Linked DNA regions of Pan troglodytes: region 1 is linked to region 2. The links are chromatin contacts, called in public Hi-C maps. All regions are on one chromosome and are shown on one strand. Each heading gives the region's core, a stretch centred on a gene start, on an enhancer-like site or on the middle of the called end of the contact. The rest is flanking DNA. Distances are from core to core; before and after follow the strand shown. Region 1 holds the start of LOC134807918. Region 2 overlaps PRKCE (protein kinase C epsilon).

Evidence for each region. A called contact is a pair of places that touch in the nucleus more often than the background predicts.
Region 1: a contact with region 2 is called in a Hi-C map of induced pluripotent stem cells, with 4 times the contacts expected there. The contact joins the promoter of LOC134807918 here to the enhancer-like site in region 2. A contact is called at or near these places in 5 of 7 Hi-C or Micro-C datasets (blood, induced pluripotent stem cells, a lymphoblastoid cell line and 1 more), 1 of 1 datasets of contacts at active chromatin or transcription factors (stem cell-derived excitatory neurons) and 1 of 1 other capture datasets (stem cell-derived neural stem cells).

Annotation. Positions count from the first base shown.
Region 1 is chr12:77,054,582-77,059,725 of NHGRI_mPanTro3-v2.0_pri, forward strand. LOC134807918 reads left to right here and starts at 3,484. Exons shown (of 2, transcript XM_063789894.1): 1 at 3,484-4,354; 2 at 4,936-5,144. The coding sequence starts at 3,484. The coding sequence ends at 4,979. It overlaps PRKCE (protein kinase C epsilon), which reads right to left and starts at 3,050. Exons shown (of 16, transcript XM_003308992.7): 1 at 2,626-3,050; 2 at 1,881-2,425. The coding sequence starts at 2,228.
Region 2 is chr12:76,771,493-76,776,815 of NHGRI_mPanTro3-v2.0_pri, forward strand. All of the region lies in intron 3 of PRKCE (protein kinase C epsilon), which reads right to left. Among named protein-coding and RNA genes, the nearest start is that of PRKCE, 280 kb to the right of the region's middle. Within about 2 kb of position 2,154, at least 8 of the 24 cell types and tissues checked have an H3K27ac peak or open chromatin away from gene starts, as enhancers often do. A contact at or near this core is called in induced pluripotent stem cells, stem cell-derived neural progenitor cells and stem cell-derived neural stem cells, where this site is marked.

The DNA of each region.
Region 1 (5,144 bases), core at 2,234-4,733, 280 kb after region 2:
AACCAAACAAGTTCCCACTGCATGCTTCACTAGGAGGGATGAAGGTGGGGACAGTGTCCTGAAGCTCCCAGAGTTTGGGGTGTGCCCCAGTGAAGCATCACCAGAGATACAAAGACACTCTCCCTCCAACCAACATCTGTTCTATGGATAAATGCAGACCTGCTGCTCCTCATCCCTGCTCTCTGCCCCACTGTCCAAGCCCCTCATCTGCATACACTGCAAAAGGCCCCCATCTCCTAGCTACCAGCGTCAAGTTTTTTCCACCCTCTTCCTGTCCAAAAACAACAACTCCAAAATCACAGGTTTTCAGAGTCAAGATCTACCTCTGAAATTATCCCTTCCACTCCCCCTCTCATATGCACTGCATTCATGAGGAAAGGGCCCAAAGGCCATGCATGGAAAAGAAATGGGGAATGAGTGGGAGCTCTGTTGTGGGGGCTGAAGGAAGCAGAGATGAGGGACATCTGTGAAGTAGAATAGAATGGCATGGAGTTCTCTGGGATTCCATAAAGGTTTGCCTGCTTTCCAAAGTGCAAACCACAAATCTAGAGTTCTACGCATGTGGCTTGTTGGAGCTTCCCTGTGAAACCGTAACCATGGTTTCAGGCAGACTACATCACAGCCATGAGCATAAAAACAACAGGCTCTCTCCTATTTTTCCCTAAAACTCCGTGTCCTTGAAAAAAATATGTAAAGTGATATGCCAAGGTGATCCATGTGCAACCTCTGACCTCTAGGACATTCATGAAGTTACCTGGTTTTCAATAGAAAGCAATTGCTCTACACCACTTTTGAGGCTTAGATAGCTCTCTCACTTTTTGTGTAGACCAAAGAACCCTGAAAACATATACCTCCAGAGGAACGCTTGTACTTGCTGGAAACATGTAACAAACCTGAAAACACAAAAATCCACATCCTAAATTAACACCTTCCTTCCAAGAAGAGAAAAAAAAAAAAAAACCCCAAAAACAAACACAAAAAGCAAAATGAAGGTTTGCTTCTCTCTGCTTGTCCAAGTGCCAAGACTGGATGCATTTGGTTTATAGTAGATTGAGACAAGACCTCTTTCCAAATCCTTAATAGTTTAATAATGGAATCAATTAACAACTCAATCTCATACTTAGAAATCGTCTTTTATTGCACAGTATCTTGACAATCAAAACAGAGAAACAATATAACTTTAAATAAGATTCAAAGCACTGACTTCCAATTACCCACAAGCAGAACCCTTCTTAAAATGCAACATTCATTCTGCATGGATGGGCAACGAATTGGACAAAACAAGCTCGACTGATGTTTCTGGGACCATAGAGGAGACATCCTGGAGGAGAACACATTTTTTCTACTTGTATGTCAGAAGATGAGCTAACCACCATGCAAGAGAATAGAAACAAGCCAGCTTCCTCTCGGAGGGAAAAATAAAGCAACTCCTCGCTCGGCTAAGCAGGACAAAGCCAGGACGTGCAAGAAGCCTTCAGTCAAAGGCTCCACGTGCCTTTCCAAGGACGGAGGGACCCACCCACACACAATCACACACAGCCAGCCCACCACGCGCCTGCGGAAGAAAGCCGGGTCCTTGGCCAACCTTCAGCACCAGCGGCCCAGGCTCTCCCAGTTTGCAAACCTCCCGCAGCACCCACCAACTGGAGGGCACAGAAGGAGCAGAGGGCCACATCCTCTTTCCAAGTCTCATCTTCCTCGCCAATGCCTGTTTCTCCCCAACTATGAAGTGAAGTGTACCTCCCCAAGGAAACTGAGACTTACAGGCACACACACCCCAGTCGTCAATAAGTCCCGGAGCCCTACGATCAAGACCAGCGAGTCTTTCCCCGGGACCCCACAACCGGGTTCCCGGAACGACGGGGAGGCGCCACACTCACCCAGTCCTCGAAGTGGCGGCTCCCGTTCTGCAGCAGCTCCTCAAACTGGATGGTGCAGTTGGCCACGAAGTCGTCGTAGCCTATGGGGGCATCGTGAAAGACAGCCAGCTCGATCTTGCGCCCGTTGCACACATCGGTGACGAACTCGTCGTGCCAGGCCGGGCTGTTGGTCTTCTGCTTGGTGGCCGTTTGGCCGATGCGCGAGTCGTCCACATTGAGGGCAATGTAGGGGTCGAGAAGGAAAGTCTGCGGCCGGGGTCCCACCGCATGGCGCAGCGACCAGGCTGTGGGCTTCAAGCTCACGGCCTCGCAGATTTTGATCTTAAGAAGGCCATTGAACACTACCATGGTCGGGGCGGGGAGTGGGGGCCGGGGTCACTCCGTCTGCCCCGAGGGCAGGAATGAAGAACCGACGGCCCGGCACTCCGAGCCACAGGGACTCTTGGGTCCCCTTTCGCCCCACCCCGCACACTCCCTACACCTTGTGGCGTTGCGCCCTGGCGCGGGCGATTCTCAGCCAGTGCATGTATTTCCTCGCCGGGTTCCTAACGGAAAACAGGGAGGGGGGAGAGCTGGGGGATGTCCGTGTTTGGAGCAAGTCTCTCCCCCCGACCACCAGCTGCACCTCCAGAAGAGAAGACGAGCTGTCGGCTCCGCTGCAAGCCGCGGGGGCTGCCTCGCCGCCTCGCTGGCTCTCCGGCTCCGGGCTGCGGGAAAGCGGGCGCCGCGCCCGGCGCTTACCTACCTTTCCGAAACATAATCCCGGGAAATTTCGACTCCGGGAGGGGGATGGGGCGGTGGGACGGGGCGGGGACGAGAACCGGGGGCGCAGATTTCAACCCGGATCCTCTTCGCACACTCAGCGCCTGCCTCTGACCGCGCGGGGCGGGGGGGTGAACGGAGGGATGTTCAGTCTATCCGGAGGGATGCATGTCGAGAGGAAATGGTCCTCCTCGGAGCCAAATTTTTAAAAATCCACAAGCCCCACGGCCAGCCGGGGCCGCCGCCTCCTGGGCGAAGCAGCGCCGCGCCGGAGCCGGCGATCGGGAGGCGCCAGGAGCCCGGAATCTCACATCCGCGCGGGCTCGGAGTCCGGGCGGCCGCCGATCCGGCTCGGGGGCGCAGGCCAGCACCGGGCGGTGCGCAGCGCGGCGGCGGGGCAGGGACTGCGACTCAGCGCGGCCCCACCTCCTGGGCGCCGGCGCCCGCCCTCCGCGCTCCCCGCGTCCCGGCTCTCGGCTGCCGCTCGCTCGCCGCCCGCCAGCCCGCGCTCCCCCGCGGTCTCCTCTCCCTCTGTCGGTGTGCGAGCGAGTCTCCCTCCCTCTAATGCAGGAAATGCGCAAAAGACGTCAGTGTGTGTGAGTGTGTGTGTGTGAGTGTGTGTGTGTGCACGCGCGCGCGCGCGCACGGCAGTGTTTGGGGAAATAGAAAGTTTTGCCGGTTGGGGGAGCAATACGGAAAAAGTGAGCCGAGGAGAGAACGGTGGAGAGCGGGCGAGGCTGCCCGGGGTCGCAGCGGCGGGCGGGGCAGCCGGGGGGCGGGGACCCCGGGGAGCGGTGGCGCTGGGCTGGATGCGCTTGCCGGGGGCCATGGATGGCCATGGATGGGCCCCGCCGGGCCGCGTATCTCTCGGGGACCCTGCGGCCAACACTGTCTTTTAGAGCCGGGGATGGGGGAGTGGAGGGGGCCCTGTTGCCCTAGAGGCCTCGGGACCCTTCCCTTGCCCACCCCCACTCCGGCCGCGGCGGGCAGGAGCAGTCTGCGGAGTTCTGGCCCATCTGTCACTCTGTCCCGGGACGCTGTGATCCACGGCGGTGGGGGAGGGGGAAGGGGGAGGGACAAGCATGGCTCGGGTGAAGTTTTAAACTCTGTTCTTCTCTCTTGCCTTTCTTTGGGGACATTCTCCCCTTTGGGATCTGTCCTGGACTTCGCAGGCTGCGAGAACTTGTTGACAAGTGAAAGCTCGGTAGAGCCCCGGCTTGGTTTGTGGTCTGTTTATTTTTTGCAAAGTGACTGTTCCTATTTGCGCTGGTCCTTATCGGTGCCCCTTTGGGGGACTTCGGCACTGATCAGCGCGCTGACAGCCGCCGTCCAGGCTGCGGGAAAATGGGGCGCGCCCTCCGGGGGGCGAGTGGCTGTGTCCATGCTAATTTCCTCCGTAACCTTTAAACTCTCGCTGGAAGCTACCGCCGCGGCTGGTCACGTGAGGCGAGCCCTGGGCTGCTGGGGAAAAATTTCCTCGGCTGGGAGCCGGGACCGGGCCGGCGGCCGGCGAGGGACTGCCCCGCGCCCGAGACTGGGAACCCGGGAGGGCAGGGCCGGAGCGCTGGGCCCCGGGGCGCGGCCCAGCTGGGACACCCGCGAAGACGGCGGCGGTGAAAAGGTCGGCTCCGCTGCCGGGGAGCTGGGGATTATGCAAGTGGGGAAAGAAAACCTCCGCCCTCGCCCTTCTGCCAAGTCAAGTCTGGGAATTTGTAGGTATTGTGGTAAGCTGAGTGTTCATCTGGCGGGTCTGGTTAGTGTAAACCAAAATTTAAAACGCGCCTCCCGATCACTTTTTCCTCAGTGGGTAAAGGTTATCATTGCCTGCGGCTTAAAAGCCTAAAAAGGCTTAAAGGCAAGGAAGGAGGCAGTCCCCTGGAAAAACAGGATATCAAGTGCAGCAAACACGTCCCAAAAATGATCCGAAAAGTCCCAGGGCCATCTCCTAAGAACAGGCAAAGCCTTTGCCTGCAACCGCTCTGGAGCTTCCTAATACAGTAATTTCTCGCAGCCTGCCCTGTTGAACGGGGCAGCTGGGTAGAGATGGTGCGAAGATTCAGTCTTCCGTATGATCTAGGTAGCTCCGATGTAAAGAGCCAGGATTTCAATGGTTGTCTTACCCTGTCACTCCCCCAGCTGGAGATACGATATCTTAAAATATGTCCGTTTGACAAAGCACAAGCAGGGGTATCTCATTGCTGTTTAATTTTTATTTCTTTGATTATTACTTTTTTCCCTTTTGCTTCTTCCTTCCACACTGCTATTCTCATGAAGCCTCTTTCCCCCTTTCCAGGGCATGTGATGGAAGGCAGTGGCAAATATGGCTTGATCTTCTGAAAATGCATTTGGGAAGCAGAGCCAGCACCAAAGTGAGATGAGTGAGATACTTTTCAGTGGCAAAATGTAAAGGGTACCAATAAACGTAATCAACATAAAGATTTAATACAATTTTTTAAAAATAAAAATGTGAGAATCCAGAATGGACACAATATCCACATTTTA
Region 2 (5,323 bases), core at 904-3,403:
AATGCAAATTGGAGGCCAGGAAAAGTTTGCTAACTGAATAAATAGCGGCTGCAAGGCTTGATGGGGGTTTGAGGGGTGGGCGCTGAAATGTTGAAAGGGACACAACAAGTCAATCACAGACACAAGGTGGAAAATGCAGGGATATCTATAGAGTGGGTAGGGAGGATGTAGGTTCCAAGTCACTAAGGATAGTCCTAGATTTTGCCTGTTTTCTTAGAGTAATTATGTATAGTGCCACTTATCATTCTCAACTGTGTCCTTTCTTGGAGGATAAATGATATAGTCACCCTAGTTCTCCAAAACTCACAAGATGCATTGAATTGCCAGATAGCCCCCCTCCAGCCAAGCCATCTACACACCAGCTTCTATATTTGCACCACCTCTCCAAGGGGCTAAATACCACCTCCAAGAGACTAAATACCACCCCCATCAGCCCTGCCCTGAGGCTAAGAGAGCAGATGGTTCTATGTGGGTGTGAACAGTCTTTAATTCTTCATTTCTGGGGTAACACTGGCTCCTGAGAATCCAAGAGGAACAGAGGGAGGAGAACAAGAAGAGGCCAAAGGGGAAGGCTCGGGACCCTCTGAGTGACATTAGTGGTGCATAACGTAAAGGCTACTCTCACTGTAGAGAAGCCAGCATGGCAGCAAGGAGGGCGAATGGGCCTTGGGTCCAGCAAGACCTGCAGTCTGCTCCCAGATCCCCACAGTCATTGCTGAGCCTCAGTTTCCTCACCTCTTTAAAGAAAAGTGGGGTGGGGGAGGATAATATCTACCTTCCAGAGTTGGAGTGACAGAATGTAATCATTATCAAGTACCAGGTACACAGTAGGCGTTCGATAATGGCAGCTTTTGTTGGAACGATGATATATACCTACAAGTTTTCTTTCTTTTTTTTTTTTTTCTTTGAGACGGAGTCTCACTTTGTCACCCAGGCTGGAGTGCAGTGGTGCGATCTCGGCTCACTACAAGCTCCACCTCCTGGGTTCACACCATTCTCCTGCCTCAGCCTCCCGAGTAGCTGGGACTACAGGCGCCCGCCACCAGGCCTGGCTAATTTTTTTTGTATTTTTAGTGGAGATGGGGTTTCACCGTATTAGCCGGGATGGTCTTGATCTCCTGACCTCGTGATCCGCGCGCCTCAGCCTCCCAAAGTGCTGCGATTACAGGCGTGAGCCACCACGCGTGGCCATACCTATGAGTTTTCTTAAAACCAAATTGTCAAAAATGTGGGGCCTACCAGGTGTTAGCCTCCATCCCATAACATCGTGGCTCAGGTCACCCTCAGAAGGAGACACAGGGAATCCTAAGTGTATTCTGGGAGTGACCTCTGTGGCAGACCAAGGGACACAGCTATGGCCGGGACACCAACAGCTTCTGCTATAATCTCCCCAATTTTTTTTTTTTATTTAAGTGCAATTATTTTTGTTTAAGTACAATTATAAAACTATAAAGGGAACATTTTTAGAGGAGTAAAAAAAACCAGATGGACATGGAATCTTTTCTTCCCAGCCAAAGGGGATCATCTTGCTCATCCCCTGGGAGCACTCTTCTTTCATGATCACTGTCCCAGGAGCCCACAAAAGGTCCAAGCATCTATGGAACTTAAAATACAAGTACTGGAAGGCTTGTGTCTGTACCAGGCTCTGGTCCTGATCCTGGAAATTCAATGTCACAGTCTGAACAGGTGTGCCTGCTGATTGATTATAGCCTGAAAGTACAAGAGGGACAGGCAGAGCTTTTGTCCCTGCCCCTTTTAATAAGAACACATACCTGCAGTAGGTTGTGGATTGGAGGAAGTCTCTCAGAGCCGGGAGGAGACATTCCCTACACCAGTGGAAAATCTTTGGGTCTCCAAAATCACACTTCTTTAACTCAAGTTAAATGAGGCCTTAAGGTGCTTAACTGTTAAGAAATAATAACAAGAAAAATCAAAGATTATGCAAAAAGAGGGGTGCAGGGGCTGCAGGCTGTCCTTAGGGCATCCTCTGGCCTTGGTGGGTAAGGTTAGGAAAACCTGGCTGCATTTTCTGAACCCTTCCACCAGAGCCACACGGGGGCACACTAGTCAATGTTTTGGATGCCGGGCCTCCCGCTGGCTTCCTTTCGGTACAGAAACCTGGAGGAGGAGCACAGTGAGGGCAGAGGCGCTACTGGATGACTCCTTGCTTGGCCCACGGCCACCAAGCCAGTGACTCAGGCAGATTGTCCTTGAGTGATTCAAAACCACGTGGGTGCTGGCCCAAAGGTTTCCCCTTACTTTCTAAGCATGTTCCCAGCATGGCTGGGACACGGGTTCCTGAGTTATTACTCAGGAGAGCAGGGAAAAGAATTGAGTGAATAAATGGAAGGTCTAATAACCTCTTAACCTGATACCAGGAAGGCAAGTGAGTAACCCCCAAGGGGTGCTTGGGGGCACAGCAGGCAGGGGTGGGCAGGGTAATAGCTCATTCTTCAGTGGGTCGCCATAGCATCCTTGGCGTGACCAGAGTGCTGGCCCTCAGTGCCTGCCCTCCTAGGGTGAAGGATCAGCCTCAAAGGCAGGGCAGCAGGCTGGCTCCCGACAGAGCCTCTTGACAGAGGGTCTCCTATGAGCACACACTGCCGCCTCACCAATAGACATGGGAACCCCAGGGGACAGACCAGGGACCAAACCCCAGCCATCAGCAGGCACTGCAAGGCGCCAGCCAGCCTGCACTCCAGGACTCCAGTGTGCCTGCTTTCCAGAGCACAATGGGTCCAGGTGCACACAGACACAGCAGACAAACCAGAAGAGAAGGCATCTAAGTCACCACCTTCTATCAAGAATTCAGCTAAGCTGCGATTTTTTTTTTTTTTTTTTTTTTTTGAGACAGTCTCACTTTGTCGTGTGGGCTGGAGTGCGGTGGCATGATCTTGGCTCACTGCAACCTCTGCCTCCTGGGTTCAAGCAATTCTTCTGCCTCAGCATCCTGAATAGCTGGGATTACAGGCACGTCACCACGCCCAGCTGATTTTTGTATTTTTAGTAGAGATGGGGTTTCACCATGATGGACAGGCTAGTCTGGAACTCCTGGCCTCAAGTGATCCACCTGCCTTGGCCTCCCAAAGTGCTGGGATTATAGGCGTGAGCCACCGTGCCCAACCCTAAGCTGCAATTTTACATGAAGACCTTGGAAAAGAAAAACACTTTTGTTTATAAATATGGTATAGTATGCAAATTTTAAAGTATTAATATTTTTTAGCTAAAACAGTACTTCAAAAGTTCTTAGCTTGAGGCCGGCTCTGAGAGGAGGGGGTTTATTTTCTTCTGCCCCACTTATCTTTGGTGAATGGAAGAATGTTTGTTTAATAAAAAGTCAGTAAAGCAGAGAATCATGCAAAGAAAAGATGTATGTACTTTAAGTATTTTAACTAACAATATTGAAACTGAAAATACTGAAAAACAAATATATGTACTCACTTGCCAATAACAGAAGGCCAATTTCTTTAAGGTATGGTCCCCCTCATCATCTCTTACAGACAAACATTATCTATGATTTCCATTTCCATTTTCTATTTGTGTGTGTGTGTGTGTTTGTGTGTGTGTGAGAGAGAGAGAGAGTGTGTCTCGCTTTGCTGCCCAGGCTGGAGTGCAGTAGTATGATCATGGCTCACTGCAGCTTCAACCTCCCAGGATCAAGCAATGCTCCTGCCTCAGCCTCACAAGTAGCTGGGACTACAGGCACATGCCACCATGCCTGGCTATTTTTTTTTTGTAGAGACATGGTCTCTCCATGTTGCCCACGCTGGTCTTGAACTCCTGGGCTCAAGCAATCCTACTGCCTCAACCTCCCAAAGTATTCAGATTATAAATGTGAGCCACCATGCCCAGTCCAATTGCGGTTTCTTTCTAGTGGAGCAAAAACTTAAAGATACTTGTGAAGTAATGTGAATTTGGAATCTTTTTAGAGCTTTATTATTTTTCTCACACAATTTAACAGTAATTTTTTTTTTTTTTTTTGAGGCAGAGTCTCGCTTTATCACCCAGGCTGGATTGCAGTGGTGTGATCTCGGCTCACTGCAGCCTCCGCCTTGTGGGTTCAAGTGATTTTCCCGCCTCAGCCTCCCAAGTAGCTGGAATTACACGCATGTGCCACCACGTCTGGCTAATTTTTGTACCTTTAGTAGAGATGGGGTTTTACTATGTTGACCAGGCTGGTCTCAAACTCCTGACCTCAAGTGACCTGCTCGCCTCAGCCTCCCAAAGTGCTGGGATTACAGGCATGAGTGACCATGCCTGGCCAACAGTAATTTTATAGGAAATTTATCTTTGGCTTTTTCCGTCACATTCAACTTAGTCTTAATAGAAACTTTTTTTCACACTCATCTCAGTTTAAATAAGATTTAATTACAATTATTTATTACAATAAGAACAAATACAAGTGGCTTTTGATAAACACACAACTACTGGTGGGGACAGAAGTGTACAGTGGGAGTACGGCATAAGCTGCTCCACTATGGCTGTGAGCTTTCAAGTGTGCCCTGAGCGTGTGTCAGAGAGAATGGGAGACAGAGTTAATTTGGCAAGTCGGTGACAGCAGAGGTCAATTAGGAGACTACCTCTGGAACTTTGGTGGAAATCTCTGAAAAGTCACAGACTCAGTGTTTATAATATGGACAAATTCACTGGATAAAATTCACATGCAACTCTTTAGAAAAACATGATGCCTGAAGTCAGGAGTACCTGCACTTATATTTGCTTCCACTAGTCCCCTGACCCTGTTACCAAGTTAACATGATTTTACTACAGTGCTGCCCAAATCTTATGATTGTGCTATAAGCAGCCTAGTTCCCCTAGGGTCAAAATAACTACTCCCAGTTAAAAAGGCAGGCATGCTGGGTGCGGTGGCTCACGCCTGTAATCCCAGCACCTTGGGAGGCCGAGGCGGGCGGATCACGAGGTCAGGAGATCGAGACCATCCTGGCTAATATGGTGAAACCCCGTCTCCACTAAAAACACACAAAAAATTAGCTGGGCCTGGTAGTGGGCACCTGTAGTCCCAGCTACTCGGGAGGCTGAGGCAGGAGAATGGCGTGAACCCAGGAGGTGGAGCTTGCAGTGAGTCGAGATCGCGCCACTGCACTCCAGCCTGGGCGGCAGAGCGAGACTCAGTCTCAAAAAAAAAAAAAAAAGCAGGCATATGAGGTGAAAGGTAAAACAAAACTTTTGGAAGAAGTCATAGGTGAACATCCTTAAGACATTCAGGTAGGCAGCCTGTTCTTGAATGGAATACAAAAAGGTCAAACCATAAAGAAAATAACTGATAAATTGATACATTCCTCAGGGACTTCTGTTCATCAAA